2 separate regions of the Mus musculus genome follow, and region 1 is linked to region 2. Evidence: chromatin contacts called from public HiChIP or PLAC-seq data. All regions are on one chromosome and are shown on one strand. The core of a region is the stretch at or near the end of the contact, and the rest is flanking DNA. Distances in the headings are between cores, read along the strand shown. Region 1 holds the start of Spdye4a (speedy/RINGO cell cycle regulator family, member E4A). Region 2 holds the start of Fam220a (family with sequence similarity 220, member A).

Region 1 (3,985 bases), core at 868-3,367, 320 kb after region 2:
GGGAAAGGAGTGGCTTGTCCTTTGGACAAGTCTGTTGGGGAGCACCTCAATTACATTGATTGATGTGAGAAGAACCAGCCCACTATGGGTGGTACTATTCCCTGGGAAGGGGATTCAGAACGGTTTAAGAATAAAGGAGCCAAGCTGAGCACAAAAAATGTGTGAGCATACGTGCCTTTGTGTCTCTCCGCAGACGTGACGTGCCTTGCTGTTTGACACTGCCTTGACTTCACAATGATGGGCAGTAACCTGGATTTGGCAGCTTTCTTCACTTGGTTGCTTTTTAATCAGAATATGTAACCACAGAACAGAAATAGAAATAGAATAGGCACTGAACATCAGCTCTTCTGCTAAAAGATGCCACCCTTCTGCTCAGGATCACCCCCTCCTCCATGGCTGGAAACACTCCCTTTGCCAGCGAGCCTCAGGACTGGCCTCTTTCCCAAAGATCTAAATCCAGAGATTGTTACAGTATATATTCCCTCTCTTTGTAAACTTGATCAGCCAGAACAGTCAGTTTGAATCCTGAGGCTCCATTGTGAGCACAGGCAGAAAAAAAAAAAATCCACCGTTAGCTGCCATCTTCTACACCCAAGGGCCCCACTAGATTTTAGGAGTTACAGAATTGGAAGACTTCTTCATGGGTTAAAGAGCATTATGCGCCAAGGGACAAATGGAAACTTTAGAGGAGCAGAGCCCAGCGAGGCACAGAAATGCCAGGGGGAGAAGGCCAGGCTCAACTTTCCTCTGAGGTCCTCGTGCTCATATGGGCACTACAACTGTGGGTAGCACTCGCCAGCCAGGAGCATGGTTCAAAGGTGCCATCAGAGAACTTCCTGCCTGATAATAATACCCTGCCATGTCAGATCTCCATCATGTCCCTCACAAGCCCCTCACACACCCTACCCTGCTCTGTTCATCTCTAGTGTTCTTGCTTTCTTTAGAACCCCCATTGCATTCCCCAACTCTAGATTTCCAAACCTGCACATTCATCCTCGGAACCCATCAACTCATCAGTTACACATTTTGTCTTTCAAACCGGTTGCCAGGTTGGAAGGCTGATGACCTCACAGGCTTCCGCCCCTCCTGATTGGAAGAGCCAAACTCTGTGGAGCTAGGCAGCAAGGTGGACAAACACCTTCTCAGGGCTCTCCTCCACTACTGACTTCTCCCTAGACTATAGGAAGAACCAGGAGTGGATTCAGCCAGAGTCCAGGAGGAAGGCAGGGTAGACACGAGTCTAGGATTCATAGAAAGGAGGGAAGAGAGCTATGGATGCCAGTGAAATTTCCTCACAGTCTGGGGAACAGTGTCCCCAGCTGAGCACCACGATAGCCTCACCAGTGATGGATGGTGCTATCCCAGCATTATCAGGTGAAGTTACCAGGGTGAGGAGAGATGTGAGTGGGTGGCAGGAAGGAGGAAGGCCATAGGAGTGAGGATCTCAGGGCTCTGGACGCCAGGAGAAGGAGAGGGCAGGCAAGTGGCAGCCATGTGGATGTCACAAAGATTGAAAACTTATAGAGCAAGGAAGGGGGATGAAGGATTATAAAAAGTTTTCCTCAGGAGACAGATTTCTGAGTTTGAGTCCAGCCTGGTCTATAGAGCAAGTCCCAGGACAAACAGAGATATACAGAGAAACCCTGTCTTAAACAAAACAAAAAACACAAAGAAAAAGAGTATATTTAATTAAGTTTTTTTGTTACTGTTTATTTGTTTGTTTGTTTGTTTGTTTTTACTAGGTATTTTCTTCATTTACATTTCAAATGCTATCCCAATAATTAAGTTTTTAAGAAGGAAAAAAGTTTTAACCAAATGGAGAAATGATGTATAATGGGGAAGAGACTAAGGTTGCAAATGGGGGTAGACAGAGGAAAGGAGAATCTACCACGTTTCAGGGATAAGTGAAGAGAACACAGTATATACATTGCAGAGAGAACAAACAAGGAGAATGGTCTTGGAAAAGGGATGAGTGTAAGAGACAGGGTGACCCCTAATCCTCAGAACAAGCAGAAACATCAGTCTGTCAGTTACACATGTTTTATTTCAAACTGGTTGCCAGATTGGAAGGCCGATGACATCATAGGCATCCGCTCCTCCTGATTGGAGGAGAGACACTCCATGGTGGCAGGCAGCTCGGTGGACAACAGCATCTTCTTGGAGTTTTCCTCCACTCTTGACTTCTCCCTAGATGGGGGAAGGGACGCCAGGCGTGGATTCAGCCAGAGTCCAGGAGGAGGGCGGGAGAGATCAGAGTCTGGGATTTGTGGAAGGGAGAATACAGGTTGGGAGAATCGTGACTGCTGGCCAACTGTCATTGTGTTCTGAGGAACAGAGCCCTCAGCCTGGCATCACCAGGCCCTCACCTGGGGTGGTGGTAGATGGGGAGAGCTCAGGACTGGCAGGTGAGGGGACAGATGGAGAAGAGATGGGAGAGGGAGACAGTAGGGAGGAGGACAGGGAAGGAAGGAAGGAAGGAAGGAAGGAAGGAAGGAAGGAAGGAAGGAAGGAAGGAAGGAAGGAAGGAAGGAAGGAAGGAAGGGCCTAGGACGGAGGCAGGGAGGACAGGGTGGTAGACTCAGGTGTCACATGGACTAAGACTCTGTAGAATGAGAAAAGAGGTTAGGCACTAAGAGACAAAGACAGGACAGAAAAGAGGAGACCCAAAAAGAGATTTCCTTTTTATGGGACAGTATCTCTCTAATGAGGAAGAATCTTGAGGGACATGGAGGGGGGACAGTGACAAAGTGAGGGAGTAGGTGGCTATCAACCCGGGGGGAACTGCACAGTGGTTTGGGGAAAGGCAGCAGCTGAAGAGGTTTGGGTGTTTGGAGTACAGTGGGCAGAGTGGAGATCATCAAGGCCTGAGCTTCGCACTGGGCGGGCTTTCTTCACATAGAACCAAGGGTGGAAGCCACTCCCCAGCCTCCATCCAGCATCCAAAAGAGGAAGAGGGACGAGTCATTAGATTCTGAGGATGACCTGGCAGAGCTATTTGAACCTGATCCCCAGCCAGTGTGGTCAGTGGAGATGCTGTGCGGACTTAGGATGAGGCTGAAGAGGCGACGTGTGTCTACAGTGAGGCCTGAACACCACAAGGTCTTCACCAAGCTGCTCGGTAAGAGACGCCTACACAGCTCCCTCCTTAAGCAAACGAGGGACCTTCTAGTCAACACTCTTCCCTGTGGGAAAGCTGCCCTCACAGCCCCACACTCGGTCAGCTTCGGTGACTCATGTTTAATCGATTCTTAGGGTCACACGGGCGCCAGGGACTTAGCTAGAGTTGACACAAGGAGACGAGAAGGTTGGTGCTCACCAGGCCTCTGTCACTTGGCTCTTTCTTACTTTGCTGGTTTGAGGTGTCTTCACCCAAACACCAACACAGTCATGTTCCAACCCTTAGATGACATCAGACGGGACTGTCAGCATAAGTGCTTCTGGCCTACGGAGTGGTGCATGTGGTACAATGAGGGGATGTCACAGTCTACTGAAGCATCTTGGTCCTGGAACGCAGTGGGTAGCTTGGTTGCAGAGTCTTGCTTAGCACATTCGAGATGCTGGGTTGATCCCTGAGCCGCATGCACATTAACTATATCTGAAGTGTGATATGATATGCATGCCACTGATACTCTAAGCTTTGCTCGGTGCCTCCTCTTTGGAGTCTCAGATGAGACCATTGTCCCTTCCTCTTCTGTTTTACTCTCCTACAACTAGCCGTAGGCTTCCCATTATTTTCCTTTGCTTTAAACACCATGACAAAATGGAACTCAAGGAGGAAGGGATTTATTTTGGTTTATGCTTCCATGTCAAAATCCATCACTGAGGTGAGCTGGACTTCAAGCAGGAGCTGAAGCAGACACCATAGAAGAATGTTGCCTATCGGCTTGTTCCTGGCTTCTGTCCAGCTAGCAAGACCACCTACTCAGGGATGGTACCTCCCACAGTGGGCAGTGGCCCACTATGTAAATTAGCAATCATAAAATTT
Region 2 (4,017 bases), core at 1,236-3,735:
GGACATTTTAGGGGTTTTGTCTCTTTAGATAGGGTCTCGAGACATAGCCAAAGGTGAGCCTGGGGCTGAGTCTCTTACCTCCACCCTTCAAATGCTAGGATTATAGACATGGATCACTGTACCTAGTTTATGCAATACTGGAGACTAAACCCAGGACTCTGTGCATACTAGGCAAGCACTCCACCTCCTGAGCTACAGCCCTAGCCCCGTTGTTTGTTTGTTTTTTGTCTGTTTGCTTGTTTTTAATGTTACAGAACACAGCAATCCAAGATATAACATTTTGTATTAAGTAAGCTCTTGTAGTCTTTCATGTAATTTTCTTTCTTTCTCTCTTTCTTTCCTTTCTTCTTTCCCCCCCCCCTTCACTTTCTCCTCCTCACTCCGGCCCCCACTTGCTCTGGCCCATAGGTTTTTTTATTTGTTTCTCATTACGGTTGGTTGTGAGCTACCATGTGGTTGCTGGGATTTGAACTCATGACCTTCAAAAGAGCAGTCAATGCTCTTAACCACTGAGCCATCTCTGCAGCCCTCATGTAATTTTCTAGCCAAATACAAATCATATGTAAAACTGGACACCAGATTCCAAAGTGGGACTGGATGGGTCCAACACAGACTGCAGACAACTTTTGCTTCATCACCAAAGGTTTTTTGTTTTTGTTTTTGTTTTTTGTTTTGTTTTGTTTCCTTTTTGAAAACTCTGAGCTAACTTGATGTTCACAAATCAGGAAGTCTGATTTCTCAAGTCTGATTTCTCTCGGAGGTGGTTACCAGATCTGGCAGAGACACTGGAGCCATGTTTCTACAGGTAGGTAATTGGCAGGAACACAGGCTTTCTGGTTGATCTCACTTCCCACACCCAGCACTCCACTCATTTGTGGCACCTGCTGTAAAGGCTTGACGGTTCTGCCCCATGGCCTGATATCACTTAAGATGCTACAAGCCCTGCTCATGCTTGTCTAACATTCACAAAGTCCCGAGTTGATCCCGGCAGCACCTCATAACCAGGGTGGTACACACACAACACCTCCCCACCCCCCCCCCAAAAAAGTAAAGAGATTCTGATATGGACCTCAAATTTGGTTTTTCTTAACTCCTTTTAACCAATTTTGATCAACATATTTGGCTTCCGATTTCATGTGGTCTGTGTCATGGACCATTTACACACACCAAGTCCATTACACTCCAACTTGACCCAACTGCAGAAAAACTAGGTAGCACTATACTGAACTGGCGCCTCTGCACACCAGGGAACAACATAAGCACAGTAAGGCTGGGGTTAGGGCTGGCAAACCAATGCACCCACCGGGTTCATTTCCAGAACCACAAAAAACCAAAAACAAAACAAAAACAACAACAAAAAACCTCTGTCAGATTACATGCTTCCCAGGGGTGGAGCCAAGTCCTTCCTTCCAACACAGCCTGTGACACTCCAAGGTGTGTAAACAGAATCCAAGTTCACTATGCAGCCTTTCTTACATTTTGAGACAGAACACTCAGGTCCGTAAGACCTCTCCGCTAGAAAAAAAAGCATTTTGTAAATTCAAGATAGAGAAATGTCAGTCATTTTCAGCAAATGAGGCCTCCAGAATGCTGATGCAGGCATGCTGTTAGTCCACGTCTAAACTGTTGCAGGCCTCTAAATCTGTTTTCCCTCTTTCTCTCTCATCTTCATCCCTATCGCCATTTCTAATCCCTGGTCAGAAGATACCGAAAACATTGGTCAAGACACCATTAACTTTCAACCTACAGTACAAGGATAATATAATATACCGTCACAAAGTTTGGGGAACCAGAATTCACAAAGGAACTCGCAGCTACAGGATCGCCAACAATTTGTCATTTTTGAGGACAAAGCGTCCTAAGGGACCTTCCTGTCATCTTTCCTTGGACCCCACCCCCAGATGTGGGAACCTACCTTCTGAAGCATCCTCTATGCAGAGTAGGGTAACGGGGGTGGGAGGGACGCGGTGTTTGGTTCACACTCAGCCTCAGGCTGATAGCATGAGCCCCTTAGCACCTGCATCCCGCCGAGCCAGGTGGGCAGGGATGCGGAGGGCGCGGCTCACCTACCTGCAGGCGCACGTTGAGCATCATGGAAGCCACGATGTAGAGGTAAGGAAAGTTGATGCGCAGCCGCCAAGCCAAGTCAAAGAAGATGAGCAGCGTGCGGGTCAGCCCCTTGCAGAAGACCCCATAGGAGCGGGCGGCGGCCGAGCGCGACAGCCGGACAGCCAGACCCGACAGAGCCGTCGCCATATAGAGATCCGCGGCGCCCCCACTGCCCGCCCGCCCTCCCTCTCCGCGCCCCGTCGCCCAAGGCCTCCTCTCCCGGGCCGCTGCTCAGCGCTCAGCGATCTCAGGGAGCAAGGGAGACCGCGGCGAGGCCGGCAGGAGGGCGGGCCGCGGGGGAGCCGAGTCTGCGCGTCACTCTCCGGAGGCGACTCCACCAGCTACCACCTGGATTCCCGGCCGGGCCGCGCGGCCTGACGTCACAAAGCCGGCCCGCGCCTGCGCAGGCAGCAGACTCCGCCTCCCGCCCCGCCCCGGGCCGCCCCGCCCCTCGGGCGGCTTTCCTGCAAGTGAAGTGCGCATGAGTTGGAGACTAGGGTTGGCTGCGTTGCATCTGGCGTCCTCTAATGGTGAAGAGTTGAGAATAACGACACAGGGAAAGTGGCGTGGTGGCGCTAGCCTGTTAATATTCCAGCACTCAAGAGACTGAAGCAGGAAAAACATGAACTCAAGGCTGGCTGCTCCTCCAGAGGACCCTCAGTTCAGTTTCCCGTACCCACACTAGGTGGCTCAAAATCCACCTGTAGCTGGCTCCAGGAGAGCCAATATCTGACCTTCCTGGGCATCTGCACTCATTCGCACACACACCACATCCAAATAAAAATCAATCTTTAAAATATAACAGAAAAGAGATGATGCCTGGGTATGGCCACAGGTACTTTATAACACACATATTCCTAAAAATGGTTACAGTGAGACCAGCAAAATGGTGAAGTAGGTAAAATGCACTTCCCATTGCTCCAGAGGATCTGAGTTCAATTCCTGAGACCCTCATGGTGGAAGAACACAAGTGACTCTAGGGTGTTGCCTTCTATGCTGCTCATTTATTTTTGTTAACGTGACACAAGATAGACCAGCAGTTCTCAACCAGTGGGTCGCGACCTCTCTGGAGACCGAACGATCCTTTCACAGTGGTTAGCCTAAGACCACCTGTATATCAGATATTTACATTACGATTCGTAAAATTAGCAAAACTAAAGTTATAAAGTCGTTGTGAAATAATTTTATGGTTGGTGGTCACCACACGAAGAACTGTATTAAGGGGGTCGCGCATTGGAAGGCTGAGAACCTCGTCTAGAGTTATCTAATTCCTAGAGTTATGCTGGAAAAAGGAACCTCAATTGAAAAACTGCCTCCATCAGGTTGACCTGTAAGCGATTCTGTACGGCATCTTCTTGTTTGGTGATGGGTGTGAGAGGGTCCAGGCCATAAAGGGTGATATCAACTCAGCAGCAGCCTCCTGAAACTGGAATAGCAACAGGTTAGCGCTGCCACGCCACGTTCCCTGTTATCCTCAGCTTCACCATTAGAGGGCGCCAGGACGCAACGCAGCAACCCCACTCTACGACTCACACATGTAAGAAAACAAGGTAAACCTGGTGGTCCGTGGTGGTGATGGTGCATGCTTTTAACCCCAGTACTCAGTAGACAGAGGCAGGCAGATCTCTGTGAGTTCGAGGTCAGTCCAGTTTTTAGACTGAGATCCAGAACAGCCAAAGCTACACAGAGAAACCCTGTTAAGAAAAGAAAAGAAATATAAGGCAAAGGCAAATAAATTCTTTTCTCCCCACCTTGTTTTTGGTAATAGTGTTTAGCACAGCAGTAGAAATCAAAAAACACATCTTCCCATCTCCTCCAGCCTGCTGTGTTACATGCATGTATACACACACACAAACACATAAACTAAATAAAATGTGACTTTTGTACTGGCTGGTTTTGTGTGTCAAC

Evidence for each region. HiChIP or PLAC-seq counts read pairs in DNA pulled down with a chosen protein or histone mark.
Region 1: an HNF4G HiChIP or PLAC-seq map of pancreatic cancer cells shows a contact between it and region 2. The contact joins the promoter of Spdye4a here to the promoter of Fam220a in region 2. A contact is called at or near these places in 2 of 115 datasets of contacts at active chromatin or transcription factors (bone marrow-derived macrophages and pancreatic cancer cells).

Annotation. Positions count from the first base shown.
Region 1 is chr5:143,224,014-143,227,998 of GRCm38.p6, reverse strand. It overlaps Spdye4a (speedy/RINGO cell cycle regulator family, member E4A), which reads left to right and starts at 2,117. Exons shown (of 7, transcript NM_029048.3): 1 at 2,117-2,405; 2 at 2,900-3,118. The coding sequence starts at 2,192. It overlaps 4930448H16Rik (RIKEN cDNA 4930448H16 gene), which reads right to left and starts at 1,007. Exons shown (of 5, transcript NR_040700.1): 1 at 982-1,007; 2 at 176-279.
Region 2 is chr5:143,547,188-143,551,204 of GRCm38.p6, reverse strand. Fam220a (family with sequence similarity 220, member A) reads right to left here and starts at 2,485. Exons shown (of 2, transcript NM_133703.5): 1 at 2,071-2,485.